2 separate regions of the Mus musculus genome follow, and region 1 is linked to region 2. Evidence: chromatin contacts called from public HiChIP or PLAC-seq data. All regions are on one chromosome and are shown on one strand. The core of a region is the stretch at or near the end of the contact, and the rest is flanking DNA. Distances in the headings are between cores, read along the strand shown. Region 1 overlaps Lmbrd2 (LMBR1 domain containing 2). Region 2 overlaps Nadk2 (NAD kinase 2, mitochondrial).

Region 1 (3,348 bases), core at 541-3,040, 70 kb before region 2:
CTCAGACCCTAGCTTATTTTCCTACAGGAGATATGCTTGATATTAATGATAAGACACGATGGTTCTGTGAATATGTACCTACATCACTATGCCATGGCAATAATTGTAGGGCATTCTAATTATATTCAAATGTTTCACATTTCAAAGTAAAATGCTGCCAATAATTACTACTAAACTTAGAACAGAAAAAAAAATCTATATATAAACTACTCTTTTGTTTATGGTAAAGTTTACATGAAAATCCATCTGGAAAACCTTAACCATATATTCTTTAATCACACTTTCCTATGTGAAAAATTAATTTACAATAGTATATAAAAATGTACTTCACGAGAAAAAGCGGAAACAATATAACATGATTACCTTTTTAAGTATTGTGTCTACACACTTCCTCAGTGGGTGGTTGTACTTGATGCTCTCATTTACTTTACGAACCTCCTATAAAAACAGTAAAATAAAAATATTTAGATTTCTATAAATCATACATTTTAAATGAGAGTTCACACAAGTTCCAGATTTTAATTTCAGCTCAAATTATTTAGCATTATAAGTTTTTTTCATGGAATAAAATTTATTAAGAGCACTTATAAAATAAAGTATTCAAATAGCTGTATTTACATCCTTCACTGTTCTATGGATTTCTAAATGTCTCCCTCCATTGTTTGCTTATTTCATATATCACAATGGCTAGCATTATTTAACAGTTCAAAAGTTTATAATACATGTGTGTATGTAAAGCCCAGCCAATTCCATTTTTGAAGAAACTCCATTTAGTGCAAGACCAGGGGCTAAACTTCAATTCCAGGAAGAAAACCAGAGTCCTCCTGAGTAAGCCTCCTATGGCAACCCCCCATAGCAATAGCCAGTCAGGCTACAACAGCAGGGTCAAGGTTCATATAGATAACTTAAGACATCCAGAGAGAACAGATAACTTAGCCATTCTGCTTTTCAGGTGGTTTTGTCCACCTGTTCAGTTTCTGCAGATTATGCCAGAAATGTAGTTTTTAAAATATTAATTTGCTGACCCATATGGAAATTCCCCAAGCTTGCTGTAACTACAATAAATACTCTGCACCCCCAGACTCAAGGCTCTCACTCTGACCTACTGCAACAGGGATGATGAGAGAACTTGCTCTAGAGCTTGTAATAAAGACCCTTATGTGTTTACATTGAAGTCAGTCTCTCAGTGGTCTTTGAGGTTCCTGCAACTTGGACACAGCATGTATAAATAAACATATATAGTTTAAATTAAGTGCTCCCATCGGGGCTGACAAGTTTATTTCAAGAGCTAGCTAAATAACATCTAACAAAAACCTCAACACGGGTATGAGAAGTCCTTTTATTGAGTTGTTGGTCAGCGCTAGCCTACTGTTATTACTTTAAAATCTCTATTTCTGAAAACACTGTACATTTAAGGCATAGGGCCCAGAAACCCGTGAGCTAGAACTGATTTGAAAGCCTTATCCTTGAGGACTAGCTTTCATAGTACCAGAAGATGCCATGATATCTCCCAAAGGAGGGAAGTGATCAACTGTCCAACCCAGCTATGATGCTTATGAACATGACAATAACCATTTGCCTTTTACCCACAGACCAGTGTAGTTCCCACCCTCCTCAAAGAACCTTCTCTTCCCAATAGAAACCACAATGAATCAAATGCACAGTTTTAGAGCCCAGTCTGAAGTGATGCGTTTACAACACTATTCTCTCGGCTGAGGCTTAGGGATCACTGTGGGGATCACTGTGGGGATCACTGTGGGGTTAGGCGTCAGGGGCAAAGGACTGTAAGAGCCGGAGCCTCCCTGCCAGAGGATCAGTGAGTCGCTGTGAGACTGAGTCTCCTAGGCTTGTCACAAGCTACACCCACAAAGTCTCACTAAGGCTTCTGCATAAACATGAGCTGAACAAGGACAGCAGTAACAGGCATGCTGATATGGACGGGGAACACCCAAGAGGTCTTGACAAAGAACTGCAAGCAACTGAGGAATGCTGAGAGCGGGCCTTCCCAGGGAAGAAAGACTATACCAATGGGTTATCCAACACCTAAACACAAATAACATTATACAGACTGAGTGGCCTGTATTTAGAACATATATGTTTACACGCATACATACAGCAGATGTTCATAACAACAATTAACTAAAAAAAAAAAAAGAAGTCATGATTTGAAAGAGAGAAAGGGGAGTGGGAGTGACTGGAAATAAGAGAGAGATTAAATCTCAAAAAATAAAATAAAAAGAGTTCACAAAGGATCTGTCAAGGTTTATATTTCTTCTTTTCATATTACTTCCATTTTTATTTTGTTAGTAAATATTGTTGGGTTTTTTTAAATTTATTTTTTACACTCCATATTCTATTCCCCCAGCCCCCATCCACCCTCTGTCTGCTCCACATCCCACACCACCCCCAACCCCACCTGACCTCTAAACTCCCTGGGGCCTCCAGTCTCCTGAGGGTTAAGTACATCATCTCTGAATGAACACAGACCAGGAAGTCCTCTGCTGTACGTTTGTTGGGGGCCTCATATCAGCTGGTATATACTGCCTGTTTGGTAGTCCAGTGTTTGTAAGATCTCTGGGGGTCCCAATTAATTGAGAGCGCTGGTCCTCCTACAGGATCGCCCTCCTCCTCAGCTTCTTTCAGCCTTCCCTAATTCAACAACGGGGGTCAGCTGCTTCTGTCCATTGGTTGGGTGCAAATATCTGCATCTGACTCTTTCAGCTGCTTGTTGGGTCTTCTGGAGTGCTGTCATGCTAGATTCCTTTTTGTGAGCACCATAGCCTCAGTAATAGTGTCAGGCCACAGAACTCAAAAAGGTCAATAAACTGAAGTGCCCAAGTGAAACAAAGGTGTGGAGGGTCAACTCATGCAGTTTTGGAGGTGATCAAGGGTACGACCAGGATCTGGGACAGAAGCCATGCTTGCTTCATTCTGGCATTCTGCTCATGTCCTGAGAAGCTAGACAAGACTGAATTAAAAAGTAATGGACTACTCTAATTAATTAATTTATTTATTTACTGTAAACACAATATATGTGAACTTAGGCAAGACTGTGGTTTCATAAATAACTTCCTTTCACATGTGCATATAATGTGTTTGATCAAACCCATCCCTCTTTCACACTAATTCCTCCCTTATGCTTTCCACTTTTCCACCCAACTTCATCCGTTTTGGTTTTTTTAAACCCACTGAGTACACTTAGTGCTTCCTGTATGTATAGGGAAATAGGAGTATCTGTGGGAGTACTGTAACCTTTCAGGGACCATATATTTGAAGAAAACAGACTACCCTTATCCCTGCAGCCATGAATTATCAAAATAGCTCCTAGCTATGGGTGGGACTAGATGG
Region 2 (3,109 bases), core at 351-2,850:
AACAGACGAAGCACACCTTGCACTTAGGTCACAATTACCTGCATGGCTCATGCTGGTGACCAACCCAGAAAGATCTAGCAATGTCAGAAGCTACACCACAAAGCCTTGCTAGCATGGCTGTGTGAACTGAACTGAACAGGGACACAAGGAAAAGCCCACGATGCCCCAAGCCTCCACAGAGAACTAGAGGCCACCAAGGGATGCTGAGAGCAAAGGGCTCTTAGCCAGGGACGAACACAGCAGCTGGTTATCAATACCAAGTGATCTGCCCAAAAACACACATGCAAGTAGCATGCAGACTGAGAAGGTCATAGGAATGCATCTCTATATATACATATGTGCACATAATAACCATTAATGAAAAATGAAGCCATGAATTTGAAAGATAACAAGGAAGGGGCAGAAGTAAGGGTGTGGAGGAAGGAAAGGAAAAATGTTCTAATCCTTCAACAGAAAAAAATTTTAAGGAAAAAAAAGGAAGGGAAGAAGGGGAGGGGAGGGGAGGGGAGGGGAGGGGAGGGGAGGGGAGGGGAGGGGGACAGCAGTGTTTTTTCAATTGGAGAAACCTCAAAAATATTTTTAGAATGTCAACATCAGAAAAACATTACATCTTCCTTCAAGATCTGTAAAAATCCCCATCTTTTATTTAATCTATATATACCATTAAGTAAGTGTTCTCCGTCATGACAATAGAAAAGCCTGCAAGCACTCTCAGTACTGGGGTGATTAAACTTGATCTTGTCATCTGTAAAGAGGTCCCTTTACTTTTTGTCCTTTATCAGTTTTCAACTGAAAATACCAGCCCCATGCCTCCCCTCCACCCCCCACCCCCCAGCCCATCCTCTCCCCCTATCCTGTCATCAGCAGCAGGACTAGAGTCAAGTGTCTCTCACAGGACAGACATTATGGCAAAAGTTCACTTGTCCCTTTCTCACACACTTCCTCGAAGTCAACACTTACTGAGTCCATCCCAGTTATGGTGGGCAGCTCGTCTCTAGTAACTCCTGCCACCCAGGATTCACGCCCTTCCATTACATTACGTCACAGCAGAAGTGGGTTCCACGGCCAACAGGTGCAGCACAGACACTCTGGCCGTGCACCCACTTCTGAGACTCGGTTAGAAAAGACTGCACTTCTATCTCGCTGTGCGTCTCTGCCCTCCCCCTCAGCTCACACACTGCACTGTGGAGTGGCTGGAACTGAAGCCATCTGCTGTAGCCTCCCCTCCCCCAGCCTGAAGCCAGCCTTAAAGGTTCCACTGTTTACATCAGGGTGGAGCTTGCCGCTCAATCGCTCTGCCACGCCCACTGCTGGAGCCCTCCGCTTTGCTGTTCCGGAGCCATACACGTGGTCACCCTGCTACTGGACCCCAAGATGATTTGGCAGGAATCGGGCCCCCTTCCCCTGCTTCATAACTGCGTTTGGAATAGTAAAATTGAGCTTTGATCAGCATGGCTGTCTTAGCTGCATCTTAGCCTAGCCTCTCTTCTCTTCCAGGTTTCCAAAATGCCTTTCCAGGCTAGAACCCAGACATGTGATCCGCTGGCCGGACACAACAATCTGCGAGAAACAGGAAGTGACTTCTCCTGGGCTGTCCCATCTCCAAGCGCTGCTGTTGTGGTTGACAGCTGAGTGTTACCTCCCAAGGAACTCTACACCAGGACTAAGAGGTGAAATGTCCCTGGATTATGACCTTCACATCCTGTGAGGTTATAAATATGTACGCCTAAAATGCTAAAGGATGAAGTAATTTGTCACACAGCAGTAGAGATGAACTCTCATTAGATACTGAATACACTGAGCCACACCCTCACCAGCACGACCTCTGACCTGCACATTACATAAGTCTGCACACATGTTTATTACACTAGATATAGTATTTTTTGCATTTCGGGTTTTTGAGGAGTTTGCTTTGTTTTGTTTTAGACACAGGGTGCATTGGTTTGAATAGGTATGGCCCCCACTGACTCATGCTTGGCCCACTGGGAGTGGTACTATAAGTAGGTGTGGCCTTGGTGGAGGAAGTGCATCACCGTGGGGGCCGGCTTTGAGGTCTCCTATGTTCAAGGTATGCCCAGTAGGATATACAGCCTCCTTCTGCTGCCTATGGACCAAGATGTAGAACTCTCAGCTCCTGCCCAGCTCATGCCTGCCTGGACTCTGCCGTGTTTTCTGTCACGGACTAAACCTCTGAACTGTAAGATAGATGCTCCAACGGTGTGACAAATGTTGGGGACTGTCTAGGCAGTCAGCTACCTCTGTCATGTCTGTAGTTTTGGAAGCTTGTGTCTTTGTTCTTCCTGCACACTCAGGTAATATTTAATCCCTTCTCAGATCTCTGACGGGGTTGAAGACAGTTATAGTCTCATAGTTAAACTTAAGTTGTTTAGCAGTGAAGACGTTCTAGACTTGAAAAGATGATTTTAGGGTGGAAATACAAGTTAAATTAGAAGATGATTTAAGTACAGTGTTGTAAGCTCACTGCGATAGGATAGACAGTTAAGTACCTCATCTAAGGTACACGATACAGACTGAACCTTTAAAGGTAAGTCATAATAATTTTCATAATTGTTCCAAAATAGTTCCTACTATGTATTGTTTTACTATAAGAGAAAGCCTTCTTATTTGGACAAAAAAGGGGGAAATATAGTAGGTTGGCCTAATGCTGCTTGTATTCTTATGCTTATTTTGAGCCCCCAAGTCAGGTTGCCCCAGAGACAATCGAGTCCACATTTAGATGCTGAGTGATCCTGCCCCCAAATATTATTTCTGGTTGGTAAATTAACAGCCAATAACTGGGCTAAAGAGACATAGGTGGGGTTTCAGTTTCACAGGCTTGGGGTGAAGGAGTTATTAGTGACACTAAAAGCAAATGACATGTAAATTACTGTTTCAAAACTTAGGAATCAAACAGTGCCCACTCCAGGCTGGCTCTGGCCACCTACTTTCATCGTGCGCTCTTTCGATGTTAAAGGCTCGGCTGTGCTGATTCAAGCTCAGCTGCTGTTCGTGAAGGTCCACGGGAGTGGGGTTTATGCCAGTCCCTTCCAGATATAACCTGATCCGCTGCCTCCACAACCACCTGAAAGGGAAGGAAAGGGAGGTTATA

What was found. HiChIP or PLAC-seq counts read pairs in DNA pulled down with a chosen protein or histone mark.
Region 1: an H3K27ac HiChIP or PLAC-seq map of embryonic stem cells shows a contact between it and region 2, with 5 read pairs. The contact joins two enhancer-like sites. A contact is called at or near these places in 1 of 115 datasets of contacts at active chromatin or transcription factors (embryonic stem cells) and 3 of 9 other capture datasets (adipose tissue, liver and pancreatic islet).

What each region holds. Positions count from the first base shown.
Region 1 is chr15:9,162,878-9,166,225 of GRCm38.p6, reverse strand. Lmbrd2 (LMBR1 domain containing 2) reads right to left here. Exons shown (of 18, transcript NM_177178.3): 7 at 364-438. Among named protein-coding and RNA genes, the nearest start is that of Lmbrd2, 24 kb to the right of the region's middle. Within about 2 kb of position 1,790, at least 14 of the 459 cell types and tissues checked have an H3K27ac peak or open chromatin away from gene starts, as enhancers often do. A contact at or near this core is called in embryonic stem cells, where this site is marked.
Region 2 is chr15:9,092,687-9,095,795 of GRCm38.p6, reverse strand. Nadk2 (NAD kinase 2, mitochondrial) reads right to left here. Exons shown (of 13, transcript NM_001040395.4): 6 at 2,946-3,082. Among named protein-coding and RNA genes, the nearest start is that of Nadk2, 23 kb to the right of the region's middle. Within about 2 kb of position 1,600, at least 95 of the 459 cell types and tissues checked have an H3K27ac peak or open chromatin away from gene starts, as enhancers often do. A contact at or near this core is called in embryonic stem cells, where this site is marked.